Regions from separate parts of the Mus musculus genome. Here region 2 is linked to region 1. The links are chromatin contacts, called in public Hi-C maps. All regions are on one chromosome and are shown on one strand. Each heading gives the region's core, a stretch centred on a gene start, on an enhancer-like site or on the middle of the called end of the contact. The rest is flanking DNA. Distances are from core to core; before and after follow the strand shown. Region 1 holds the start of Abcg8 (ATP binding cassette subfamily G member 8). Region 2 holds the start of Ppm1b (protein phosphatase 1B, magnesium dependent, beta isoform).

The links. Hi-C and Micro-C count contacts between places; a contact is called where the count stands out from the background.
Region 2: a Hi-C map of liver shows a contact between it and region 1, with 2.3 times the contacts expected there. The contact joins the promoter of Ppm1b here to the promoter of Abcg8 in region 1. A contact is called at or near these places in 1 of 39 promoter capture datasets (liver) and 2 of 484 Hi-C or Micro-C datasets (the N1E-115 cell line and liver).

Annotation. Positions count from the first base shown.
Region 1 is chr17:84,679,420-84,685,208 of GRCm38.p6, reverse strand. It overlaps Abcg8 (ATP binding cassette subfamily G member 8), which reads right to left and starts at 2,088. Exons shown (of 13, transcript NM_026180.3): 1 at 1,915-2,088. The coding sequence starts at 1,977. It overlaps Abcg5 (ATP binding cassette subfamily G member 5), which reads left to right and starts at 2,198. Exons shown (of 13, transcript NM_031884.2): 1 at 2,198-2,481; 2 at 3,077-3,198. The coding sequence starts at 2,336.
Region 2 is chr17:84,955,976-84,961,917 of GRCm38.p6, reverse strand. Ppm1b (protein phosphatase 1B, magnesium dependent, beta isoform) reads right to left here and starts at 3,917. Exons shown (of 6, transcript NM_001159496.1): 1 at 3,524-3,917. It overlaps 1110020A21Rik (RIKEN cDNA 1110020A21 gene), which reads left to right and starts at 4,495. Exons shown (of 4, transcript NR_027929.1): 1 at 4,495-4,718.

The DNA.
Region 1 (5,789 bases), core at 839-3,338:
ATCTCATCTGCCTCTGCTTAGAGTCCAGGCTTTCCTATCCCTGTCTGCAGTGCGAGGAGCTGTAGACCATGGGTCCTGGCGCCCTGGTACTCAGTGCCAGAATTCCCTGTGAGATAGCCCTGATCTCCTCCCTCCTTCCAGGCCATCACTGAGTATGGGTAGTGCCGGTCTCTGTGAAGACCTGACTCGAATATGAGTAGAAAGACGGTGTGGCCGCTATGTGAGTTCTTTGTAGAGTGAGATGCTGGGTGGGCAGAGGAGGAGATGGATGGCCACGGCATGGAGCAGAAGCCAGCCAGCTCCGCAAGAAATGCTCAGTTTTCTAAATTTGCATACAGAGATGAGAGGCTGGAAACCACTGGGCAGTTTTTAGCTTGACTGACAGCTTTTAAGAACGGAGGCACAGGGCATATCAGTGTCATTGTCTCCCCCCCACCCCAAGCCCTGCAGTTGTCAGTGGCGGGCCATCACAGGGCACCTACAACAGTGGGACCTCACAGAAGGAACTTGTAGGTGGCAGGACCTAGGCACACTTTTGAATATAGAATTCTGACAGCTCATTGCCTTTTTAGCTGTAATCTGAAGGGCAAAAGCCCCCACACCCACCACTGATTTTATATCCTACTCAGGAAGGGAGCATCAAAGACGTAGAAGGAGTTATTTCCCCATAGACGTCTGCCTCATGGGGATTCTGACAGCAGAGTTGCCTGTTGCTGTGGTAGTAGGATTGGTCAATCTCAGGCAATCCTGTCTCCCCTAGAACAGGGGACTGAGGCGTCCCTGTTGAATGTGGCCATCCTGTTCTGGTCTTTGTCTCCAGAAAAGTGGGCCGGGTGTAGAAGCTGGGGGGAGGGGGAGGTCGTCTTTGCTCTGTCTTCCCATACTGCCTTCTGCTTCAAATCCTGCCCACAACTCGAGTCAAAGGCCATTTATCAAGCAAATGTTTCTCCGGTTAATGAGGAAGGAGGCCTAGGAGCTCCACTTCCTGGCCACCTCGCTGCTCTCTGTCCACTCTGCCTCCCTCCCAGACCATAAGACTGCAAGCACACAATTCTGACGCTCCCAAACAAGCGATCACTATCACAGCCAGTGTATTTGTAAACTGCCTGAAACCAATGTGTAGCCATAGAAATATTTTCTTGTAATAAGAGAAAAAAATAAATCGTGGGCTGGGGGAATGGCTCAGTTGTAGAACACTTGGTTCAACCTCCTGTTACACACAGGGGGGGGGGAGAAGTGGGGGGGCAGAGGAGGAGGAAGGAAGAAGGAAGAGGGAAGAGGAGAAAGAGGAAAGTGGCCCTCAGAGGGATTTATGACCTGACTTCCCAGCCGTGAGCCCTGCCCTTTCAGTGAGGTTTCTCTAAGCAGAGCCTCAACTCTACAAGGTAGCGAGATGCCTCAACCCCTCCTTGGCATTTGTTCCTGACACCTGCCCTTTCTCTCTGTCTCTCTGTCTATTGGTCTGTCTGTCCCTGCAGCTTCTCAGCCTCACACAGAGACCTTTAGGCTTCCCCCTGGCCTTCTCTTTCCTCTGGTTCTCACCAAACAATGCCAAGGACTAACTTACTACATAAGTATGGCAAGCGTAGCGATCTGTTGTTACCTCCCCGCTGTCTCTTGACTACCACTGAGATTCTTGGTCTGACAGTCACATGGGTCAACGCTCTGTGATGGAATGTCATTTGGAAAACATCAATCCCGGTCATTCACAGGAGCGTGCTGTCGTGGGGAAGTGACCTCAGAGGTCTCCTGGCTCCTGAGACTGTTCCCCTCAGACCATCAACACTGAGGAGACAGGGCCCTGCCGCCCCATTTCCATTCTACTTGAAGTCCAGGTGGTACATTAGGACTAATCCTGTGGTAGGAAAGAAAAGTCAGTCTGACACTGCCTCCCCCCTGGCAGAGCTCACTCACCGAAGCATCCTGAAGTACAGTCCCATTCCACAGCTGGGTCTCTTCTTTGGTTTTCTCAGCCATGACCAGTGCTGTTTGTGCCCTTTGTGTGGCCTCCCCTGCTGTTGGGCTCTCTCTGTCTTTGCTCCTTAGAGCTGGGGCACCTGAGCCCTCCTCTGTGCCAGCCTTTCTCCCAGCATTCCTCTCTGGCAAACACTCCTATAAACACACCGTGTGTTCTGCCTATTGTCGAGATAAGGACACTCTGGCTAAAGGTACATCAGATAATGGCATCGTTGGCCAAATTGGTGAACTGTTATCTCACGAGGATTCCAGGGCTGGGTAGGATCGGACAGGGCACTCCCATTGGCTCCTCAGTTAAAGCTGCCCTGGAGCCGGACAGGCCACTAGAAAATTCACTTGCATTTGCTTCCTGCTAGCCATGGGTGAGCTGCCCTTTCTGAGTCCAGAGGGAGCCAGAGGGCCTCACATCAACAGAGGGTCTCTGAGCTCCCTGGAGCAAGGTTCGGTCACGGGCACAGAGGCTCGGCACAGCTTAGGTGTCCTGCATGTGTCCTACAGCGTCAGGTAAGGGGACCTCCACAGCAAAAAGCTAGGCTCTCTGATTGCCTTTTCTGAATGGGTGGGTGGGCCTGTGGGCTTTGGGTTGTCTGTCCAGCAGATCAGGGTGAAAGTGGACAGTCTGTAACAACAGTGAGTCGTTCCTCCTCCTCCTCCTGCGCAGGGCAGAGCCTGGACATTAAAACATGCCCTGCCTGAAGCCGCTTGCTGCTTCTCACTGATTTCTGCTCTCCCCTTCCTTGACTCGCCCACCACCTGTCCTGTGTAGATGGAGAAGGCTCGGAGAGTGGGGGTGCTGGGGGCACAAAATGGAATGAACACTGCTGAAGGAATGCAGGGTTCACTTCAAGAAGAAAGCAGTGTGCAGGTGTACCATCTCCCAGTCAGAGACCCAGTAATCAGAGCAGCTAATGGGAGGCATGCTCCTTGGGTGGTGGCCAACTTGTCATTATACCTCCAAGGACAACAGAGTGGTACATAAGGCTAAAACAGAGTTGTCAACCTGTCCAGGGGCAACTGGGATGGGGTAGGGCTGGGAGCAGGGGTCTGGCACCTTCCAGGACCCTACTCTGCCTTTGCCCTTGTGGGATTTCCTTTAAAGCAACCGTGTCGGGCCTTGGTGGAACATCAAATCATGCCAGCAGAAGTGGGACAGGCAAATCCTCAAAGATGTCTCCTTGTACATCGAGAGTGGCCAGATTATGTGCATCTTAGGCAGCTCAGGTAAGTGCCTGGGGGGGCCGGGGCTCCTGTACTTCTAAGGCAGGCTCTGGGAGGCTTTGGCTCTGTCTAAGCACAATGTTTAAGAAGTAAGTTTAAGTTGTAGAGAGGCAGCCATGCATTTGGCATTTGAATACAATCTGGTGACTTGTCTGGCTGCCAATAGAACCTAGTACCAAAGTGAAATCTTGAGGAAAATCCCTGGAAAGAGTGGAAAGTCCTGCCTAACACGTAAGTGCCTTCTTTGCTTGTTTGATTGACTGTGATGCTAGAGAGCAAACCCAGAGCCTTGGGCATGCTCAGTAAACCTTCTGCCCCAGCACCCCAGCCCCAAATGTATTTCCCTCCCTTCCTCCTTCCCTTCCTTTCCCTTCCTCCCTTCTCTCCCTTTTTTTCTTTCTTCCTTCTATATTTCTTTCTTTTCTTTCCTTCCTTTCTTCCTTTCTTCCTTTCTTTTCTTTTGTTTCTTTGTTTCTTTCTTTCTTTCTTCCTTACTTTCTTTCTCACTTTGCATTCTGCTCACTGACCTTCTCCTGGCCACCCCTCCTGATTGTTTGATTGACTGTGGTGCAGGGAGGCCTAGGAGAGCTAAGAGCCCAGGTCAGTTGACTCTGTTGGTCTTCCTGTGGAGTTCCTTCGAAGGCCCCCAATTCTACTTTCAACTGATATTCCCACATCTGGAAAGTTTTTGTCAAGGAGTTGTTAGGCAGGACTTAACTTCTATTCCTGACCCTACTTGTCTTTTCATTATGATGGTCATCAGACACACAGTTGAGAACAGATACCACTAAAAAAGACCTCATGTTAATATAGTCTCACCGAGCACACCAAGCACACCAGGCTTTCTTTGGGCCTCTCTCTTCAGGAGTTAAGCATCACACACACTGCGCTGAGCCCACCTGTGTGTATTCCCCGTGTCTCACTATTCTTTCCAGGTGAGATTTTAACCTTTGAATGTGACTTCCATGTTTGTTTTGTGTTCTTCCACTAACTGTCATTATCCTCTGAGGGGTTTCCTCCTCTGCCCCTGCAAAACCTATAGCTGTAAATTTTCCTATCTGCAGCAGCTGGGGAGGGGTACACTGGCCCAGAAGAGGGGCTCTGGGTAGCATGCCGCAGTGTTCGCAACACTGGGTTATTCTGAATGCCTCTGCTTAAGGATTCTGGCATATTCGACTCACAGACCGTTCTTGACTGAGCAGCCCCTTGTAAACTGTCAGCATTTAACTGTCCCCTTGCCTTGTGCTCTCTTAGAAACAGGCAGTGTAAGGCTGTGGGGAGAGTCAGGTATGACACTGTTGGGTGTAGCTGAGAGTGAGTCCCAAAGCTCTGTGACAGGAGCTTGTCCTTCCTGTGGAAATGAGAGGCCTGGTGCTCTAGGGAGGATGAAGGGCCACGGGGTGTAGCCCTCTGAATGTAGCTCATGCAGTGTCCAAAGTGGTTCTCACCAGAGAAAGTTGCTATGAAAGAAGGGCTGACACGTGGGTCCCTCTGGCTTCTGTCTCATCATGCCGCAGCTCGGAACCTGTTGACTCACAATGACACCTACCGTGGTGCCATGCAGCCAGAAGGCCAGACACATGAGGCTAGCCCATTTGAATGTTAAGTCTCCAAGACTGTGGGTCAACACACACAGACCACACACACACCACAGACACACACACACACACAGATAGACAGACTGATAGACACACACAGATAGACAGATATACACACACACACAGATACACAAACTGACACACACTGAGATAGACAGACTAACAGACACATACACAGATAGAGACAGACAGACAGACAGACACACACACACACACACACATACTCTCTCTTCTATGATTTCTCTGCCTTGAGCGTCTAGTCTCGGGAGTTTTCCTATAGCAATACAAAACAGATTTCTAGCCTCAGATTAAATCCATGAGCATTCATCCAAGCACAGCTATATGACAATAGATGAAGAATAAATGAAATAATAACAGCAACAGTTAATTTGCTAATTAGTCTAATTAGGTTACTGTAAGAAAAGAATCATGGTGGAAAGAATCACTAGGTGACTTATGAGCAAGAGTGTGGATTCCTCAGACTTCAAGAGACTGACAGCCAAGACCAAAGGCCTGACAGAGCTGTCTGTGGTGAGGGCTGGGTACTAGCTGTTTGTCAATGTGGGCAAAACACTTGGCATAAATGGTTTAAAGAAGGAGAGATGTGTTTTGGCTCACGCTTTCTAAGAGTTCAGCCCATCACAGTGAGAGGCAAGCAGGACGCTTATATCATGATGGATGATAAGCTGAGAGAGGAGTCAGGAAGGGTGGGAACAAGATACACCAGAGGAACACCCCTGAGGAGCACCCCTGAGGAGCACTACAGTGATCTACTTCTTCCAGCTAGTCACCCCCTCCTAAAGTTCCCCAGGAGCACCCCCTAGGAGCACCCCTGAGGAGCACTACAGTGATCTACTTCTTCCAGCTAGTCACCCCCTCCTAAAGTTCCCAGAATCTCCACAAGTAGTACCAGCAACTGGGGATCTAGGAGGCTGAGGGTGGGGGGTGAGGGGGGTGGGGGGCATTTTATATTCAAGTTACAGCAGCTGGCTTTTC
Region 2 (5,942 bases), core at 2,668-5,167, 270 kb before region 1:
CTTTACAGAACAGCAGTGTATGGAAAGTAGTCTAATCATGTACCTGGAGTCTGCCCACATTTTCAAGAATCTTACCTCAGATCCTCAGCTAATGAATCCTCTGAATCAGTACAACTGTTACCATTCTTGGCTATTACACAACAGAACTTAAAACAGCAGTATTCAGGATCTTCTAATTCTGACATGAGGTCACTAAGGTAAAAGATACGAGCTGAGGAGAGGCCTTGGGGAGTGGAGGTGCCTTGGCACCCAGAGTGACATCTAAGGTGGGTCCTCAGGGCTCACAGGGTTGAGGGCTCACCACAGCAGTGGCTGGAGGGCAGACCTATCCCCTCACTCTCACTTCTAAAATAAAAAAAGAAAATAGGAACAAGGAAGAATCACAGAAAAGCTAAAACTATCACATTCTTCAAATCTCTTACCATTCTTCATACCTTAAAATTACTGCATAAATAAATCCTATTAAATTTTAAAGTTGAAAAAATTAAAAATAAAAACCACAACCAAAATTCCTTGTATAAATCTGATACCACTGATATTTCTCCTATTAAAAAAAACAAACAATAAATCACCAAAATTGTATTTTGCAGAAAACATAAAATATGTATTCTAAGAAGTTAATTTTATTCACTTTAGTAATATTTTTAAACGCAGTCTTGCTCTGTGGCCTCTGGAACTTGCAATTATCTTGCCTCAGTGTCCTGAGTGCCAGGGGATAGGCCACTATTAGGATTAGATTATTTTACTCCTTTGTGTGCACGGTAAGGTTATGATGTACTTTCAGAGGATTACACATAAATACTCATGAAATATAAATTCCATAGGTTACACATCCAAGGTGGGAGGGGGAGAAATTTATGCTCAGTATCAGATACAATAAAAGCGATTTACCAACTCACAAGGACACAGACCTTCCACTTTTGCCTCAGCTGATATTTAATAAATCTCCATATCTAAGTGATACTATATGGCAATTCAAAAGTTTCCACTAAAAAATATGCATCATTAGAAAGAAAGATTCTAACTTTCAAGGCTACTTTTTCTCATCTAATCAACCTATGAATCAACTGCTCTTAGAAGCACAACCTTTAGACAATATCCCACTCCTCTGGATGACATATACTCTTAGGGGACTTAATAGTTATGTGACTACTAACATAAAACTGTGTATTGACATGAGCATCCTAGGAACTAAAAAGGCTCTCCCTTACTCCTGAAGTCTTCACAGACACCAGACACACAACGGGTGCTGAAGCTCTGCCCACCATTTACAAGACTCACCATACCAAGTTCAAGAAAAGTGGACAAATACCAACTAAAATATGAAAGCTCAAGTGACAACATACATGAGCATCCGTGAACACAAGGTACCAGGCAGAAACTGTCTTAGGAAGTTATGAGAGAAAATGCAACCATTAAACAAGCAAAAACAAAGACTTAAAGCTTCAGAAGAGAGCGTTCAGGAGCTGACGAGCAATTAGAGCACTTGCTGCTCTTTTGGAAGACCTGGGTTCAGCTCCCCAAGCCAAAATGGCAGCTCACAGCTGGCTGGAACTGGTTCCAGGAGAGCTCCTGCCCTCGCTCCCTCTTGGCCTCCACTACTAGCACCAGGCACTCACGTGGTGGTGCAAGTGGGTCATTTACACATTGTAAGCAAACACTCATGAAACAAATATAAAAAAATAACTTTTTAAAATATGAAAAGAGAGGGGAGACAAGAATGGTGATACACTATAATCCTAAGAATCTGAGGCAGGAGGATCACTTTGGGACCAGCCTAAGTAAGTAAGACCAAGGTCAGCCTGAGTCCCATTTTGCGATCCTGTCTCAAAGAAAAAAACAAAAAACCTCTAACAATTGGGGGTGGGGGTGGGGGGACGGTATTTCGGATGTGTGTGGAGAGGATTGCCCCACTAAATAATAAACAGTAACAAAAATTAAGTTCTTACGACAGCACACACTCTGTCCATTTGTAAGGACCACAAAAGCATTTTTTTAAAGAAAAAAAAAATCACTAGCTGGGTGTGGTAGTACAGACCTTCAAGGCACTTGGAGACCAGAGAATCTCTGTGAGTTCAAGGCCAGTGTGGTCTACACATCGAGTTCCACACCAGCCGGGGTTATATAATCAGCTCCCTATGCCCTGGTCTCAAAATAAATAAAAGATTATCCTTTAAATATTATTGCAAGTGAAGTCTACACTGGGAAAATTCTATAATAGTCAGAATAACCTCCATACTCAGAGATGATGTATTTCAAAGGCAACCTACAAAAGGAACACTGTAATTGCACAACAGAGAAAGTAAATGAAGTAGTATCTATGAACATGTAGGGGCCATCGCGCAGAACACACTGTGACTTATACCCTCTTCACTGGACAACCTACCACTTCTCCATCCAGGCAGTAGGCTCAACATAAAGAGTTCCTGTGCTAATCCCACAGTAAGCTTCAGTTAACTCTCACATCACAGGAGCTATAAACGTTTGTTAACAGAAAAAGAATGTTTTTCCCAAAATAGCCGCATAACATGAAGACAACCCAAATTCCCTAATAATCCCTTTATAAGACTCCTGCCAGTTTTATTTTGATACATTAAACATGTGGGGCCTATTTTAAAAGTTCTGTGTGACTTACCAAAACAACTTCTTAGTTGTTTTTAAGTTTCCAAGTTGTTTTTAGAAGCGCTTGAATACTGATGAATTTGGGCAGCTATCAAATCCTTAAGAGGCAATTTTTTGCCAAATAAGATGGGCAAACGTCCTAGAGGTGCTAAAACTGGTATTAGAGGTCATGCAACTTTTTTAAAAAATGAAGAAATGGCTCTAACATTCACCAAGCCCTTCATTTATATAAGTTTATTTCAGGGTTCTTTTCAGCTATGCTTAATGATACTTTCTTTCCTTAAAGGCTTTTAAAGATAAAAAGTAATGACCGATCACATAATACTGTCCAGTCTATTCTTAATGGAATTCATGTAAACTTGAGATGGAGTTCATAGTAATTTCATTTAAGAAGCCCATTGTTAAGCACGACACCCGAAATTTTCGGACCGTGGTTGGTGGGCAACACACAGACACGAACCCCCGAGTCTGGCTAAGAGGAGCAAGACAAACGGTTTAAAGCACAGGAGGGGGAAGGAGGCCCGGAGAGGCACAGACAGAAAAACCAGAAAGATTTCACAAGAAAGGAGAGCGGAGCGCAGGGGAGGGCAGAAAGCGACCGGGAGAGAGAGCCACACCGAAAGGTGTTTTCCGGAGCGGCGGGCAGGACTGGGTGAGCCGCGGCCTTGGGGTGGCCCGCGCGCCCATGGGCGCTGCCTGCACGCCGCGGCGCGAGGGGAAGCAGCGGACTTCCACGCGCCCCGGCAAACTACTCCCTCGCCGCGCCGCGCCCCGCGAAGCCTCGCGCGCAAGCGGAGGCGGCGGCGGCAGCCCAGGCCCTGGGCCTAGCCCGGTGCTCCGAGAGCAGGCTGGACGGACGGACGGCCGTTCCCCCACTCGGCTGGGCGCAAAGCGGCCTTACCTGGGGCGAAGGTAGAAAGGGAGGTCTCGCGGGCTCGCCCGCCGCACAGCCGCCCGCGGCCCCCGGCTTTCTCCCGAGACGCGACACCGCCTCCGCCGCCGCTTCGCCCTCGGGGGCTCGGCCACCGCCGCCGCCCGAGCTGTTTACACCGTCCGGCCCCTCACACCGCCGCCGCCGCCTTCTCTCCAACCCAGAGCCGCTGCCGACTCGGCCGCCGCCACCTCCTCCGCCGCAGCCTGATCTCTCTGGAGCATCTTCCAGCCACCGGACACGGAGAAACAGAGACTCCAGCCGCGCCGGCAGGAAACTCCCCCGCAACTGCCAGGGGGGACCAGGCGGTCAGAGCACCAGCGGCTTTTCCGCCATTGAGCAGCGGCCGCTCCGCTCCTTCTGCAACCCCCCTCCCCTCCCCGCACCGCCGTCTTTCCCCGCCCCTCCTCGGGCTCCGCCCCCCAAGGGCACCCATTGGGACGCCGCGTGTGTCACCGCTGCCCTCGGTTTGCTGAGAAGCCTGTCAATCTACGTTCTCCCGCCCAACCTGGCCCCTAGTATCTTCTGTGCTTCTCTTTCCCCGCCCACACGGCCCCGCCTCTGAGTCTTTAATTTCTCATTGGGCGTCAGTGCCCACCTTAATTGGCAAGGTCAACTATCCATCACACACCGCCCACCAGTGAGGCCCAACCCTTCATTACCATTTACTTTATTCAGCCCCACCTCCGCCTTGCCCTAACTCCTGACGTCACCGACCTGCCCACCCTAGTAGCCATAGGTAGAGTCCTCCGTCAGTCAAATTACGCCCCAACTCGAAGACCGATATCCTTTTCTGATTGGTTCAAATGGCGGCCTGATCCTCCGACTATTGGCTTCCTCTACTTGTCCGTCAAGAAACCAATTTCCAAGTCCGTCACTTCGGCTTTTTTTAAATGAACGCGCAAAAGTATCCTAAAAGGGATTGGCTAGTATTCGTAGATGGCCAAGCCCCGAGTCTGCGGACCCTGCAGTTCTGACCTCTACACTTCGCGGAGAACGAACACCATAAAGAAACCAACGGGCAGTCCAGTTATAGGTGGAAATTGGTCCCACCCGGAGTGGAGAGAGCCGGCTTCTGATTGGCCAGAGAAGTGCCCCTAGACCCTCATTGGAAGAAGTGGCCGCCTCTCTTTGGCATAGAGCTGTGAAGGAAGAGCTCAGAAAGGTTCGAGAAAGGGCCTGGAGAGAGGCGTTGTTTTGCTTCAACTACGGGTGGGGCGCACGCGAGAGTGCAAAACTGGGCGCGTAGGGCTCTGGGGAGGTGATGCAGGGAGGGAAAGAGCCCGGATGTTCCCTAACAATGAAATCATCTCTGACCAATCAGAGCCTCATTGTTGGGATACCTGCATGACCTGTCTCCAGCAGGGGAGAGTGGGCGGGAAGTTGAGAAGGCTGAAAAGCCACTTGAGAAAATGGGACAGGAGATCCCTTCGGGATGATTTTGCAATGGTTCAGATTGTTCGTTCTTCTTATTTACCTCGACCTCCTGCCTTCCAGCCCTTGGCAGTTCCGTGTTTTGTTTCTGAGTCTGATTTTTAAAACTCCTGTCTAGGCTCTTGACATTCACTAGGTCATTCCTCTCTTAAAGAGCACCTGCATTTTGCTAAGCGTGGTAGGTAGAACTGGAGATACAAAAGTAAGGCAGGCAGTCCCAGACTGGGAATGGTAGGTAATCATTGAACGTCTGCAAAGGGTAATGATGACATAAAGGAGTCTCCCTCTGGGTATGATTACTCGGAAGGCTTCACAAAGGCCGGGAGAAAACGGTCATCTAGTAACCACATTGAGCTAGAAAGTGAACCAGGTTAATTCTTCCAGATCAAAGTGTAATGGGGCACTTAAGCGCTCACCTGAAGAGTTTTTAAACTCGCTCAAGTCTTTGAAAGACGTTTTCGATCTTATTCATACTTAGGTATAAGTTAGTTGGGACAACTTAGGTTTAGACCGACCTAAGGGAGTGCAAATTCAGCTTTGAAAAGAAGGACATATTTCTGAAGCAATTTCCAAAGTGAAACTGGCGGAAATAAACATTTGGTTGCAATTCAGATTTCTCTGGAACTTCAAGTTTAAGAACTCTGTCTTAAGGTTTCTATTGGGACCATGAAACACCATGGCAACCAAAAAGCAACTTGAGTAGAAAAGGGTTTATTGGACTTACACTGTAGCCCATCACTGAAGGAAGCCGAACAAGAACTCAAACCTGCAGATAAGAGTTGATGGAGAGGTTACTAGCTTGTTCACATGGCCCGCTCAGCCCACTTATAGAATCCAGGACCACCAGCTCAGGATGGCATCGCACACAATGGGCTGCCCCCACCCACCCCCACCACCCCCATCAATCACTACTTAAGAAAATGTTCTACAGGCTAGCCCACAGCCAGCTCTTAGG